2 separate regions of the Mus musculus genome follow, and region 2 is linked to region 1. Evidence: chromatin contacts called from public Hi-C data. All regions are on one chromosome and are shown on one strand. Each heading gives the region's core, a stretch centred on a gene start, on an enhancer-like site or on the middle of the called end of the contact. The rest is flanking DNA. Distances are from core to core; before and after follow the strand shown.

The links. A called contact is a pair of places that touch in the nucleus more often than the background predicts.
Region 2: a Hi-C map of CD4 T cells shows a contact between it and region 1, with 6 times the contacts expected there. The contact joins the promoter of Rab12 here to the promoter of Fbxl17 in region 1.

The regions. Positions count from the first base shown.
Region 1 is chr17:63,497,024-63,503,850 of GRCm38.p6, forward strand. It overlaps Fbxl17 (F-box and leucine-rich repeat protein 17), which reads right to left and starts at 3,557. Exons shown (of 9, transcript NM_015794.1): 1 at 2,002-3,557. The coding sequence starts at 2,994.
Region 2 is chr17:66,515,399-66,522,225 of GRCm38.p6, forward strand. Rab12 (RAB12, member RAS oncogene family) reads right to left here and starts at 4,272. Exons shown (of 6, transcript NM_024448.2): 1 at 3,950-4,272. The coding sequence starts at 4,172. It overlaps Gm41608 (a long non-coding RNA gene), which reads left to right. Exons shown (of 3, transcript XR_876914.3): 1 at 1-3,547.

The DNA.
Region 1 (6,827 bases), core at 2,307-4,806:
ATGCAACCATGGCCCCTCTCCGATATTTTTATGCTCATTCTCCTGATTTTATAGATGAGAAAATAAAGATTTGAGGAAACTAAGTCATCTGTGTGACTTTTTTTAAAAGTTTAAAATGTTTTTACATTCCATTGTTTGTGTACATAGAAAAGTGTATGTATGCACATGCTCACTGTGTGTGCACAAATGTATAAAAATATACACAAGACTGTGTGTGTACATGCGGAAGAGTGAGAGTGTGTGTGTGTGTGTGTCACCTGTGGAGGCAGGACAGCCTGCAGGAGTGCTTTATCTCCTTTCATCATGTTGGTTCCTATAACTGAACTCAGGTCATCAGCTCACTGGTAAGCGCCTTTCCAGGCTGAGCTATCTCAGTGACTGCACAGTTTTAAAGGACTCATTTGTTCTCTGCATGTCCAAGGTGCCGAGCTGAAACAAGTCTGGACCAGTACTTCTCCAGTTTTCTCTCCGGTCAAGGTAAATGGCACTTCTGACCCACACATCACTGACACCATCCACATGGATCTAGGTTAGTTTTGCTTACTCACTTCGAAAAGGAATTGAATATGTAGGTGGTAGATAAGAGGGAGGATACCCCAGAAGGTTGGCCAACTTTGGAACTGACTATGCTAATCTGAAGTAGTTCTTAAATACCCCTTCTCTCCAGCATCTTATACAACCTGAAGCGCCAAGACTCAAGGTAACAACCCTACTCTGACAGCTTTCACTACAAAACAACTGACATAATTCTTAAGTAAACACACAGCACTTTTCGGTATTGTAATTAGCTTAAGACCACATAGCCCACTTAGAAAGGAAATGAGGTAAACCTACCTTCCTAAAACTTTCCAGGCTTTCTACCAAGCAAACTTCCCTCCGGAAACTACCTTGACCATTAACCCAGCCCAACTGAAACAAACCTACCAAAATGAAGACTTCCTATCTACTGACATATCAGAGTGGAAAAGACTTGTAGAGAAGGCTTTCTAATGGTGATGTCAGACAAGTTCTCCCCTTTACTACATTTTGGAAGGAAACAGGCTTACTCACTGAGAGCAAGGTAACAATCTAAACATTATGCTCCTATTGAATGTTTAGCTCAAGGTGACCATTATTGCAAAGGGAAAATAAGTAAGGAAACTGTTACCCAATGGCTGATCATATAAAAATCTAGCGGCAGTTTCAGTATGTAACACTGCTTCAAGTTGTAAAAGCAACAAGTAGCAAAATCTGAGGCTAGTTTATTTGATTCAGAACAATGCAGTAACCAGAGACCTAACAGGTTTATTAAGTACTTGGGAAAACTGCTATTCCCAGAGCTGACCTTTGAAGAGCCACTCTCTGCTTCTCAGATTTCTTATAAAGACCACACACCAGTTGTAAATCAGCTTCTGAACCAATGGTTTGCAAGTTTTCCGGAGCAAGCAAACAACTTCCCCCATTCAGGAAGACCTTTCCTCAACTCCCTGAGAGAGGATTCAAGTCCTCGGGACAGTACACTCAAAAGATGTCTACAGAGGAACACACTGACCAAGGCCTGCCATTCACTCGGTCAGTGTCTGGTCGTGGTAAATGCTTACTATAAGTTATTGCCACTAGACTAGCATCCATCAAACTTTTAAACTTTCCAAACACCAGTATGCAAAGTGGTTGCCCACTGTATACAACTTGCTCAAGAAATGCGTGTATATTCCACAGAATCTAGTATAGTATCTATATTGGGGGGTTTGCCAATGCAATGCATGAACCCCGAGTTGTAGGACCTAAGCTACTTCGAGGCATTCAGCAGCCTCCAAGTTTTCCTACTTCAACACCAGGCTGAAAGCTCAGGCCCCACTGGCTTCCCAGTCTCCCCTTCCGGCGTCCCCCGGCTGTCAGGGAACCCCCCCCCCTCCTCTGCACACAGGGGGAGGAGAGAGAAAGCCTCGGAGGCGGGGGAGCCGGGTTAGGGGGGCGGGGGGGGGGGAGTGAGCATCCCTGCGCCTCCTCGCCCAGACCCACCTTAAGCAGGATGGACGGCGGCAGTTGGTTGATGTCTGGGATCTCGGGGGGCGGCTCCCTGTGACAGTCGCAGGGGTTTTCGGGGGGCTCCTGACAGTCCGCGTCGCCGCTCTCGGGCTGCTGCTGGGCAGACGAGGGGGCGGTGCCCCCGGCTCGGACTGTGTCCCCGGCGGCGGCCACGATGGGGGCACACTCTGAGGCGGGAGAGGCGGGCGCGGGGCAGAGCGGCGGCGGGGGCTGCTCCGGGGCCTGGCAGCAGCCGGCATCGGGCGGCCGCGGCGGCGAGGCACCTCCTCCCGCGGGCCCTCCCCCGCCGCCGCCGCCCCCGCCGCAGCCCCCGCAGCCGCAACGGGGCTGCTTGCAGGGGGTGCAGGCGGGGACCCCGGCCCCTTTCCGCTTGCAAACCATCTCGAGGGCCGTGGCGGGCTCGGCCTGCGGCGGCGGCGCCGGCGGTGCCCGGAAGAGCTGCACGGCGGCCAGCGGTCCCAGGAAGCGCACGGGCCCCACGCCGGCCAGGAAGAGGCTCCGGCCCTGCTGCTCCCAGGCGGCGGCGGCGGCCAGCCCCAGCTCCTTGCAGCAGGACGCGGGCGACGAGGCAGCGGCGGCGGCGGCGGCGGCCGAGGACAGCAGGAAGCGGCGTGCGGCGGCGGCGCAGTCCTCGGCGGCCAGGGCCGCGTAGCGCCGCGCCAAGTGCTGCGAGGAGACGGCGGCGTAGGCCCCGTCCCGCGGCGGCGGCGGCGGTGGCGAGAGCGGCGGCTCCTCCTCTAGGCCGGCGGAGGCGGGCGCGCCGGGGCTGTGCACGATGAAGCAGAGCATGCAGGGCCCGCGGAAGAAGCAGTCCCGGCTCCGGGGCGCCGCGGGCTGCGGGGACGCCTTGGCCAGAGCCCGGCGGGGCAGTCTGAGGAGAGGGCGCCGGCGGCGACACCAGCTGCAGCAGCGAGGCCTCTTCTGGCTCGGGCGGTTACGCGGCTCCTTCGAGAGAAGGTGGCCCATATAGAAGGCCCCGAGGAGGGCGACCGGGACGGGGCGGGAGAGGGAGGCCCGAGGGGCGGGCTCCGGCGGCGGGGCAGGCCGCTGGCTGGGTCGCCCGCGCCGCGCACCCGGCACACGCGACGGCGGGGGTGGGCGTCAGCTGCGGGCCGCCCGGGTGCCCGACGCGGGCTACATGCTTTGCCCCCCGGGGAGCCGGGAGGAGGACGGGCGCGAGCTGTGGGGACGCGAGGGAGGGAAGCGAGTCTGCCGGCCAGGCCAGCCGGTTCAGTCAGTCAGCGCCGCGGCGGGGGCAGCGCGGGCCCGACTCGGACCATTTTAACTGCGGCTGGGCCGGCGGCGCGCGAGCCCGCGACACGGCCCGTCGCCGCGGGAGCGCGCCGCCCGCTCCGGGAGGGGGCGGAGCCGCCCGCGGGGGCGCGCGGGTCTCACCCAGGGGCGGGAGCGCCGCCGGGGGAGAAGCGGGGACCTCGGGGCTGCGCGCTGACGGGGCCGCGCACTCCCTCCGGCTGCACACGGAGGTGGCCTGGACGCCTCCGGGCTCACGCCCCTCTCCCGAAGCGGATGGAGACGCTTCCGAGCCAGCTGGGTGACATCCGTTTCCACGGCCGCGCTGACGTCTGGAGGTGTAAGTTCAAGAGCTGCCATTGGCCAGGCTCAGCTTGGCTCTTCCCCTTCACTTCCCACCCCACCATCGCCCTGACTCGGAAACTGAGGCCAATTGAGAACGGAAGAACCAGTTCCACCTGAGAGGCCTGAGCCCTTGGGTGATGGGTGACAGTCCAGTAAGGATCCGTTAGCTAGGTGACTACACTGATTCTACTCCTGTGTCTAGGCACCTGTTGCATACTGCTGCCTTTGCACACAATTGCGGGCTGAAAACATGTATCACGCTGAAAACAGGTATACACGCTGGAAAAAACACTCCAACATTCCAGGCTCCAAGCTCAATGTTACTGTTGTTTGACACCTTGAAATCCAGTCTGTCCACTCTGTGAATATTAGTGTGGTGCCCTTAGGACAGACTTTGGTGGCTAAGGTGGGGAACTAAAACATGCAAGTTGATCAGACTTCAGAAGTCTTAAGTTACAGTGATGACACAGGTTCTCGGATGGGGAGAGGTCAGCTTTCACAGGGGAGAAGGTAGGGAAAGTTAGTTGTCTTAGTCTCTTCTGCTGCTATAACAATGCTACATACAACAGTAAACTATGAAGAAGTTTATCTCGCTCTGGAGGCTTTGGAAAGTAGAATAACATGCAGTGTCAGCTAAGTGGCAGGGTAAAAGCGCCGGAAACTGTCTATCATTTTTTATCGGGAACCTACTCTTGTGGTAACAATTTGTTCCTGGAGGGCGGAACTCTAGTGTCCTCATCACCTCTTAAAGGACCCCCTTAGGAATGTTGCATGCATACTGTTAACAGTAGCAAATTTCAGGGTAAGTTTTGGAGGGAACTTTGAAACCATGCTAAGAGTCCAAAGCAGTGGATCAGGCAGTGGAGAGGACTTTAGAAAAAGTGTCAGTGGGGGGAGTGGCAGAAAAGAAACAAAGGCTGCGAAGAAATGAGGTGATTTGTTTCTGGCAGTTTCTACTCTTCATTAAAAGAAGCCCCACCCCTCCCTGCTGAAGAATATACTCCCTGGGTATATTCAAAAGCTACCGGGGAGAGAGTTGAGGATATCAGAATTTCAAAAACCAATGGGAAAAAGATTTGTCCAGATATTCACATATTTGTTACTCTCAAATGTGCTGTCTGAACTCCTTCACCTACGGATATCCCCCACATGCCCATGGTTCTTCTGCCTGTAATCGAGGAAAGGGTCTTCCAGGCTCTCAGAGCTCCATTCGTGAATCGTCAAGTTATGGCCATCTCGGCTTGGCTCTTTTCTAGAGCAAATGAAGCTAAAATTGTGCAGAAAGTACAGCCCTGTCAGTTTCTTGTAAGTCAAGCATTCGTCTACCCTTTGGCACATAAAGACCCACATCTTGTGTTCACCAAGAGAAATAAAGTCCTGTCTGCAAAAAGACTTGTATGGAAACGCAAATGTACTGATGAGAGCAAAACTCTCAAGGAGCCCAGATGTCTGTCAGTGGGAGAATGAGGAAGCTGGAATATTCAGTGCACCACTACTCTTGAATTAAAAATAAAATAGAATATGAATGGATCTCATAAATGTGTGTTGAATCAGACTGTGGAGTTAGAAACGAGAATGCCTTCCTGATTTTAGCAAGTCCTTTATAGAGAGCCTGGCACCATGCATACCCATCAGGGGCACATATGCACTCGAACTGCAACTTAACGTTTCTAAAGATGAGGTAGGCAGACTCTGAGACTTTTAAGTTTCTGAAGTTCACGGTAGCTATTATAATCCTTAGCCAGTCAGAAGTGAACAAGTTGCCCTTGGTCTTGTTGAATTCTGCCTGAGAAGTGACATTTGTGTTGGATAGTTAGAAAGGTGTGTGTCTGTTCTGACTGCTTGCTTCCTTCACCCACATAGATCTTCTTGAGAAAACAAAACAGAATTCCTCAGACTTAAACATTTACACTTAACTCTTTCTTCACCACACCACAGCTCCCCATCTAGGGTTCCACATCTCTAATACCAGCCCTCAGGTGGCTGAGGCAAGAACATTGTCACCAATTCAAGGCATGCCTGGGCTACAGTCACTCTTTAAAACAGGAGTGGGGAGAGGGGACAGTAAATCACTATTATTGTCATTGTGGTTTTAATGACAAATGTCTCCTGTAAACTCAAACATTTACTACTTGGACCCCAGCTGGTGCTGCTGCTTGGGTAGATCTAGGAGCAGTAACCTTGATGGGAGAGCTGTGGAGCAGGCTTTGAGGTTTCAGAGCTGTGTGCCATTCTCAGATTGTGTTCTCTGCTTCCAACAAGTTCGGGATGTGAACTCTTAGCTTCCAGCTTCAGGTGTCATGCCCTGAACTTTGCAAACAAGGACTCTAGTCCTGAAATGGTGAGCCCAGATAAACTATTCTATGAGTGACTTTAGTCATGGTGTCTTCTTATCAAAGCAATAGAGAAATAACTAAAATAATCACCAAAACTGTAAGAACTCATTACCCTAAAGAGTAATGCCAAGAAATTTTCAAGAAATGAAACTATCAGCAAGAGTTTTGGCAGCTGATTGTTAAAAATGAATAAACCCCATAATCCTGAATAGTGAGAGACTAGACTGGTGCTTACAGGTAACCCTTGGTGGTCTAACAGCATCTGGTCTGGAATTGTCAGCTAAATGACATGTTCTCTTAAGCATGAGCAATCACCAAACATCAATGTCATGTATGACCAATGTGGCCATAGAAAAAAGATGGAAGTAAGAGCCTTCCACAATCATGTCTGAATGCATCAAACACAAGAACCTCCTCTAGACACATAGTGGACAGAAGAGGTGGATAATACATTCTGTATTATGAGGGCACATTTGTACCTAATATTATAGAAAGGAATCTGGGCATACATGCTATTAATAGCTTTTTAGTCACCACTAATGGTTTGTTTCAAGTTAATCCCTGCTGCCAGCCCAGGTGTCTATAGAGAAGTACAAGGTTGAGATCCAACACACAAAAGGTTGAGCATTTCAAGAAGTGCCTGAAGCCAGATGTCCATAAGATGAGAAAAGAACTCGAGGGGTGACAATGAGAGACACGGACATCACAAGGCTCATAAACATGGCTGACAAGAAGGAAAGAAAACAAGTGAGTTCTAAATGAAGACTATGTACCCATACCACTGCGGCTCCCTGCAGAATCTGATGGCTGGAGAGGAGATGCAGGCAGCATGACCTCTGAGGTGTTAGTCTGGTGCCCTCTCGGGTC
Region 2 (6,827 bases), core at 3,022-5,521, 3.0 Mb after region 1:
TGGGTGCCAGGAAATGACCTCTGGTCTTCTACAAGAGCAGCAATACTCTTAACCATGGAACCATCTCTCCAGCCCCCAAATAATCACATTTTAACTGCTTTTTAAAACCTATACTTTTATTTAAACAGAAAATTTCTTTCTTGCTTATTTATTATTTTTAATGTGCATTTTGCTTGCATGTACGTCTGTGCACCACATGAATGCCTGGTGCCTGAGGAGGTGGTGCGCGTCCGTGTGGGTATCGAAAATCGAACCCGAGTCCTTTGCAAGGACAAATGCTCTTAATCACTGAGCCAAGTCTCTAGCCCTGAGCTATACTTTTTTTCAAAGATTTATTTATTTATTATATATAAGTACACTGTAGCTGTCTTCAGATACACCAGAAGAGGGCATTAGATCCCATTACAAATGGTTGTAAGACATCATGTGGTTGCTGGGATTTGAACTCAGGACCTCTAGAACAGCAGTCAGTGCTTTTAACCGTTGAGCCATCTCTCCAGCCCCCCCTGAGCTACACTTTTTAAGAAGTTATTTATACTAAATGAAGGGAATACAGTACAAGGAAGACGGATTCAGCACAGCTTCTATATCTTTCACCCAGAAAGTGACAATGCGAACTCACCTACCTAGGGAGTCACAGCACGTAAAGTATGTTTACAATAACACAGATATTCAGGGAAGGAAAGTGGGTCAGTATGTCAGTCATTGTCTAGGCCAGAGGTTCTCAACCTGTGGGTCAAGAACCCTTGAGGGATAAACGACCCTTTCACAGGGGTCATCCTGAATATCAGAGATCCTGCATCTCATATATTTGCACTATGATTGATTCATAACAGTAGTAAAATTACAGTTATGAAGTAGCAACAAAAATAATTTTATGGCTGGGGGTCACCACAACATGAGGAACTGTCTTAAAGGGTCACAGCATCAGGGAGGTTGAACTACCAGTCTAGGCAAAGAGGAAACTAGAAAAATCTGGCACAGCTCAGCTGGGTGCCAACGTCTGTAGCAAACAAGCTTTCTTCTCCTACCTTTCTACCTTCATAAAGCTGCCCCTTTATTAATTATTAATAACCAGCGCTGGCTGATTATTCCACTAATTCAATTCTGCAAATACAAATCTATTCGAAAAAAAAATCACAATAATTTCCATTAAATCATCTAAACACTGTATCGTTTCACATCCTTGCGAATTCTAGGTGTTTTATGCCCACTATGCACCGATTATTAATCATAACAATAAAGATATCAATGTCTCACTGATTCAACCTTTACATTCATTTACCTCCACAGATCCTGTTACACAAGGTCCACAGGTGTCTGATTCCTTGTCAAAGGTGTCTTTCAGGCCCTCCCACCCCTGCCCGTTCTAGCCTCTGAATGACAGGTGCCATGTGACCTATCTTGGTGGACTCATGCTGGGGACTGTGGTCTCTTCCAGAAGCAGCCTTGACTCAGTAAAAAAAGCATCAGGGAAGACACTCCTCTTCTTTGTGGGGCTCTTTGTATAAGGCTGGGAAGGAACTAGAAAACAGGCCACAGGAAGACCTAGAAGCTCTGCTCAAGCAGTAGCTACAAGGCTATACCACACCCAGGGTCATATTTAAACAGCATTTTCTAAAGGAACTTAAGGAATGAACTTGGCTCCTCAGGGCTCAGTGGGAAGGAATCTTCTAACAAGCCCTTGGCCCCAGCCAGGAGGCTTGTGTGTTAAGTACCCTTCTCTGTCCATGCTCCCCTTGAGCACTGTAATCTGGCGCCTGCTGGCACCACTTGCACACTGAGCCCACGCTGGGCTTCCACATTACCCCACAGGCGGCACAACACCCAACACACAGCAGGTGCTCAACAAACCGCAGGCTGGCTAGAAAATAACTCAACCCAGAGGCAGGAGTTGAAGAGGCAGAGGCACCTGTTAGCATGTAGTGTCTTCAGGCTTTCCTTAAGTTATGGTTACCATCTTTTTCCGAACTTCCCACAAGAAACACTTACTGAAATTAATTACTTTAGGCTGGATATGAAGTAAACAAAAACATCCAAGGGAAAAATTCAACCACCCTCAGTGTGGGGAGACACCCGTATATTTGTACATATAATTATGTATGTAAGGAGGCCTGTTTCCGCTCATTTCCAGATAGTCTATGTAATTCCATGATGTCTCAAGCTAGTTTCATTTTGTCAACAAGGGGAAAGCTTACTGAGTAGGCCCATCTTTCTCAGGAGGACAGGCCAGCTCTCCACGGATCCACTTCTATGAGCCCTAGGAAAACTTCCTAGAATGTGGGTGTGCTGTCATAAAGGCCAGCTCTCCCCACCCCAGTCCGTCACCTCGAGCCTTCCGAGTGCTGCAGTCCTATTTCCCTTCTATATTAAATATAACCATTAGCTTTCATTTCTGCATATGTAAGTGTGGGGCCATAAACGACTGGTAATTCTCAACTGCATTCAAGCCTACTGCACTTATGTCAGAAACAAACAAAACAATATAAGCCTCATTTCCTGGTTAATAACTCCCTGTATACTCTTAGGATCCAAGATTGGATATTTGCAGTGGGTATAATTACGTTACTGAGTTCTAATAACACATCCCCAAGACAAACATTTAAAAAACAAACAGGGTAGAAGGAGCATAAATATTTCCAAAATGGTCTGTTAAAAAAAAAAAAAAAAAGGCATGAAGGGGCATAATCAAAAAGGAAATTTAAGTCAGTGTGAAAACTGGAGGTTTAATTTTCCGGTCTAAGTACTTAGAACCGTGGTAGTTTTGTTACCCGGCAACTTACCAATTACGACCTAAAGAGAGTCCCTGAAATTCTCTACAGAATTCTCATCTCAAAACGGGAACCATCAATGGTTACAACGGAAAATATGTGCACCAGTGTTTAGCTTTTCAAACCTCCAAGCTGAGATTTTGTTTGTTTTGAGACAGGGTCTCTCTGCATAGCCCTGGCTGTCCTGGAACTCACTGTGTAGACAGACCAGGCTGGCCTCGAAATCAGAGATCCACCTTCCTCTCCTTGGGGCTAGGATTCAGGGAGAACGCTAGATTTTTTGTCACTCTGTCCAGTCCCTCCTGCTCACCCCCTTTTTCTATAAGCCACCCCAAATGAGAGTTTTCCAGGTAGCTTTTCCATGGTCACAACTGTTTCCCATAACCCCAACAAACCTCTATGTCAAGCCCTGTCAATCCAGTGTCACTAAAAACATTCCCTTGCAGTTTCAAACCCAGATCCCGAGGAAGGTAACAGGAGCGTTACCTATGGATTTCCCGGTAATTCACCGACCTCGGGTGGGTGCCGGGAAATCGCCCTTACTTTGCCCGCCTATCCACCCGGTTATTTGAGGTCAAGGATAAACACAGCTGAAATCCCTTTGCCCTACATTTGTGCACAGAACAAGAAAGAAACCCGAGTGTAGCTTTAGCGCGAACTGTCTCTGCAACAAACTTCTTTTCTGTAAACCACGAAAATAGACAGAAAATGAGAAAGCAAACCTTGGTCCATCCCTCCAGCCTGCAAAGCTGCGAGGTCCGGACCCATTTAAGATGGTGAGTAACCCCGGGGCACTGCACTGGTGGGTGGCCTTCAGCTCTACTTTCGGTTCACAAAGCCGTTTTCCTGGGTGAGCAGGAGTAACGGACCGGGAGTTTCCGCGGATGCATCACCCGGACCTCATGACTGGTGAAGGCTCCGGGAGGGAATGTTTGGGCTTCGGGGGTCCGACACCCGCGGAAAGGCCACGGAAAAGCTCGGTCTGGCCACAAGAGAGGGTCGGGCTTCCACGGAGACCTGGGCTGTGCGCGGCTCGGATGCCAGATGTGCCCACGGCGGGTATGCCCGGGCATCCGTAGGATGATTCGTTGAGGCCCTGGGAGAGGGTCAGAGCTTCCATGGGGACAGGGACCGGGCCCCGACCTCCCCCAGGCCCACCCGCCACAGGCCCGGCGTACCCACGGTGGACTTGCAGGCCTCGCAGAACGTGTCGTCGGTGAAGCGCTCCATCAGGCTGGTCTTGCCCACGCCGCGGGAGCCGATGATGATGACCTGCAGCTTGAAGTCGGCCGGCCTGGGGGGCTGCTTCCTCCGGCGGGCCTGGCCGCCCGACAGCGCCGGGGAGACCGCGCCCAGGCTGCCGCCCGCGGGCCGCCGGTGCAGCGCGGCGCTGGGATCCATGCACGCATACGGCTCGCGCTCGGGCCGCCGTCCGCGCGCCCCGGGCCCCCGCGCACCCTCCACCCGCTCCGCGCTACCGCCGCCGCCGCCGCCGCCGGGAGTAGAGGAAGGGAAGCAGCTTCTCCGCAGCAGCGGTAGCAGCATCCCGGACCGGGAGGGGCAGGAAGCGCAGGCGCGGCGCCACGCGGGACTGGAGCCCGCCCCCTGTCGGTCGGAGGACCGAGCCGTGCGCTCCGCTCCGTGGGGTGTATGTTATGTGTGGGTCGCTCTCCGTCACCCCTGTTCCCTCGGCCCTCCCCACTCGGCGCACTTTCACTCGTGGTTTATCCTCATCGTGCACCGTTCCCAAGAACCACACACTTCTTTTTAGCAGCCCGTCCCAAACGTGTCTCAAAGTGCATATAGCCTGTGATCATCTTCCAGAATTTAGGGTGTTTGGGTGCTGGGGGTCTCGGTCTGGCCCACGCGGGGTTAGGGTGTGAACGCCACTTTGGAGGAAGCCCACGTACCCTGGCAGGGCCGCACCTCTGCGTGCACTTTTCCTGTGGGGCCCCGAGGAATCAGCTATCTTAAATGGATCTTAAAAGTCTTCCTCAGACTTACAGTTCGTAAAATTCAGTGAGTGACATGCACCTTAGGGGAAGCCAGCAGGTAAAAACTCAGATGACAAGCGACCTAAACTCCGAAGGTTTAGGTACTGACTTGGGTGTGTTATTTTGCCATTTCTACTTGAAAGTATTTACGGCTACAGAAGCTTGCCAGGGATTTATTTAGCAAATTCCTTTGCGTGAACTTGAGCACCTCGGAACACAGGGTTCTAAACATGATAGGAGCTGGCATGCTTGCGAAGAATGATCACATTACTCACCAAATTTCAGCCGTATTTAGAGCTAAGTTTACTAATACATAGCGCATGCGTTTGTTTTGCCATGGATGCACAGTTGAAGAAATCACATTATTTTGCAAAAGTAATCCCAATTGGATTTTTAAAAATGTTATAGCCTATTCTAAATTATCGTTCTTTTTTTCTTGGCGGTACTGGGGATGGAACCTAGAGGCTCACATGGGAATGAATGAAAAGACTCTTTTCATCTATCACTGTTGCAAAAACGTCAATACAAAAGAACAACAAAACAATAAGCCATACACCCTGTTGCAGACTCCAAAGGATGATATAAATGCAAGGTATTCAACTGTTCCTAGTAGGCAGGTGACTCTGCATAACTTGTAAGGTTAAAGACCCTGGCATCCAAAATAGTATCTCTTCCCCCATAGGCAGGTCTATAATGTACCAGAATAGTGGATGTCTTAAATGGGGGAGTTTGGAAAGAAATCCACAGGACTCGGGTTCCATGCTTGTTTGCGTCTTTAAGCCAATTATCAAGGTTACTCCAGGATGCTTCAGCACTTTGGCACATACCAGAAAGCCAGTATTACAGGGACGAATGAATGAATGAATGTGAACAAAGTCATCACAGATAACTATATAAAGAAAGGTGGCTGACTTTGTGCTCGTTCTTAAGCCCCAGACTGTGTAATAAAAGGGGTGCTCTCATATCCTGCCTTACAATTATTCCCCCATCATGCCAAAGGGCCTCCAGTTGATAGTACTTTAGCTCACATGGAAAAAGCCTGATCCAGAAGAGTGAGAACAGAACCCAGGGGCTCCCCTGTAGAAAAGGTAGAAGCTGAAGAAGAAACTCTAGGGAGGTCCGAGAGATCGGGAGACAGCACAACCATGGAAAACAAGGGTTTGTATTTCACAAAGTGGGGAATTATCAAAAGACCCTCTGGTTGTACCATTTGTACTTTGGTGAATACTTTTAAAATATATTTATTTTAATAGACAGATATAGCTATGCATACTAACAGAGAACCATGGCGGTACCATTTTGATGCATACACCATTAATATTTAAATAATATTTAAATCAGATCTAATTAAAATAATTAAACATATATCATGGGACATTTGTTCTATCTTCATGGTAAAAACACTGAAAGTCCTTGACTTTAGCTTTTGAAATGAATAGTATACTGCCACCTATAACCAATGTACTGTGCAATGATATGTCAGGGACTTTCAGCTCTGGCCATACTATTAATATGACTTTGTACTCATTGATCAACCTCTGTTGTCCCCCAGCTCTGCTGTCCCAGCTCTATACTATGCCCTTCTATGAGGTGAAGGTTATTTTGGAATCCACGTATGAGTAAGATTGTATGGCGCTTATCTTTCTGTATCTGGTTTATTTCATTGAACATGATTCCCAGTTCCCAGTGATGCCAAGGATAGAATTTCAGATTTTAATGGCTGAACAGCAGCACAGATGTGCTCTTGACATGTTGAATTCATTTCCTCTGATATTTCCTCTGATATTCAAATGGTGTTATAATTTAGGATTTAAATGTCCCACAAAGGCCCATGTTGATTAAAGGCTTGGTCCCTAGCTTGGTGTAATAGGGAGGTGATGAGGACATTTAAGAGGTGAGAGCTTGGCTGGGCATGGTGATGCCTATCTTTAATCACAACACTTGGAAGGCAGAGGCTGATAAATCTCTGTAAGTTCAAGGCTAGCCTGTGCTACATACATACCCTCTTTCAAGAAAAGAAAAGAAGAGAAACGGATAAGGCAGTTAGGTTGTCAAGGGCATG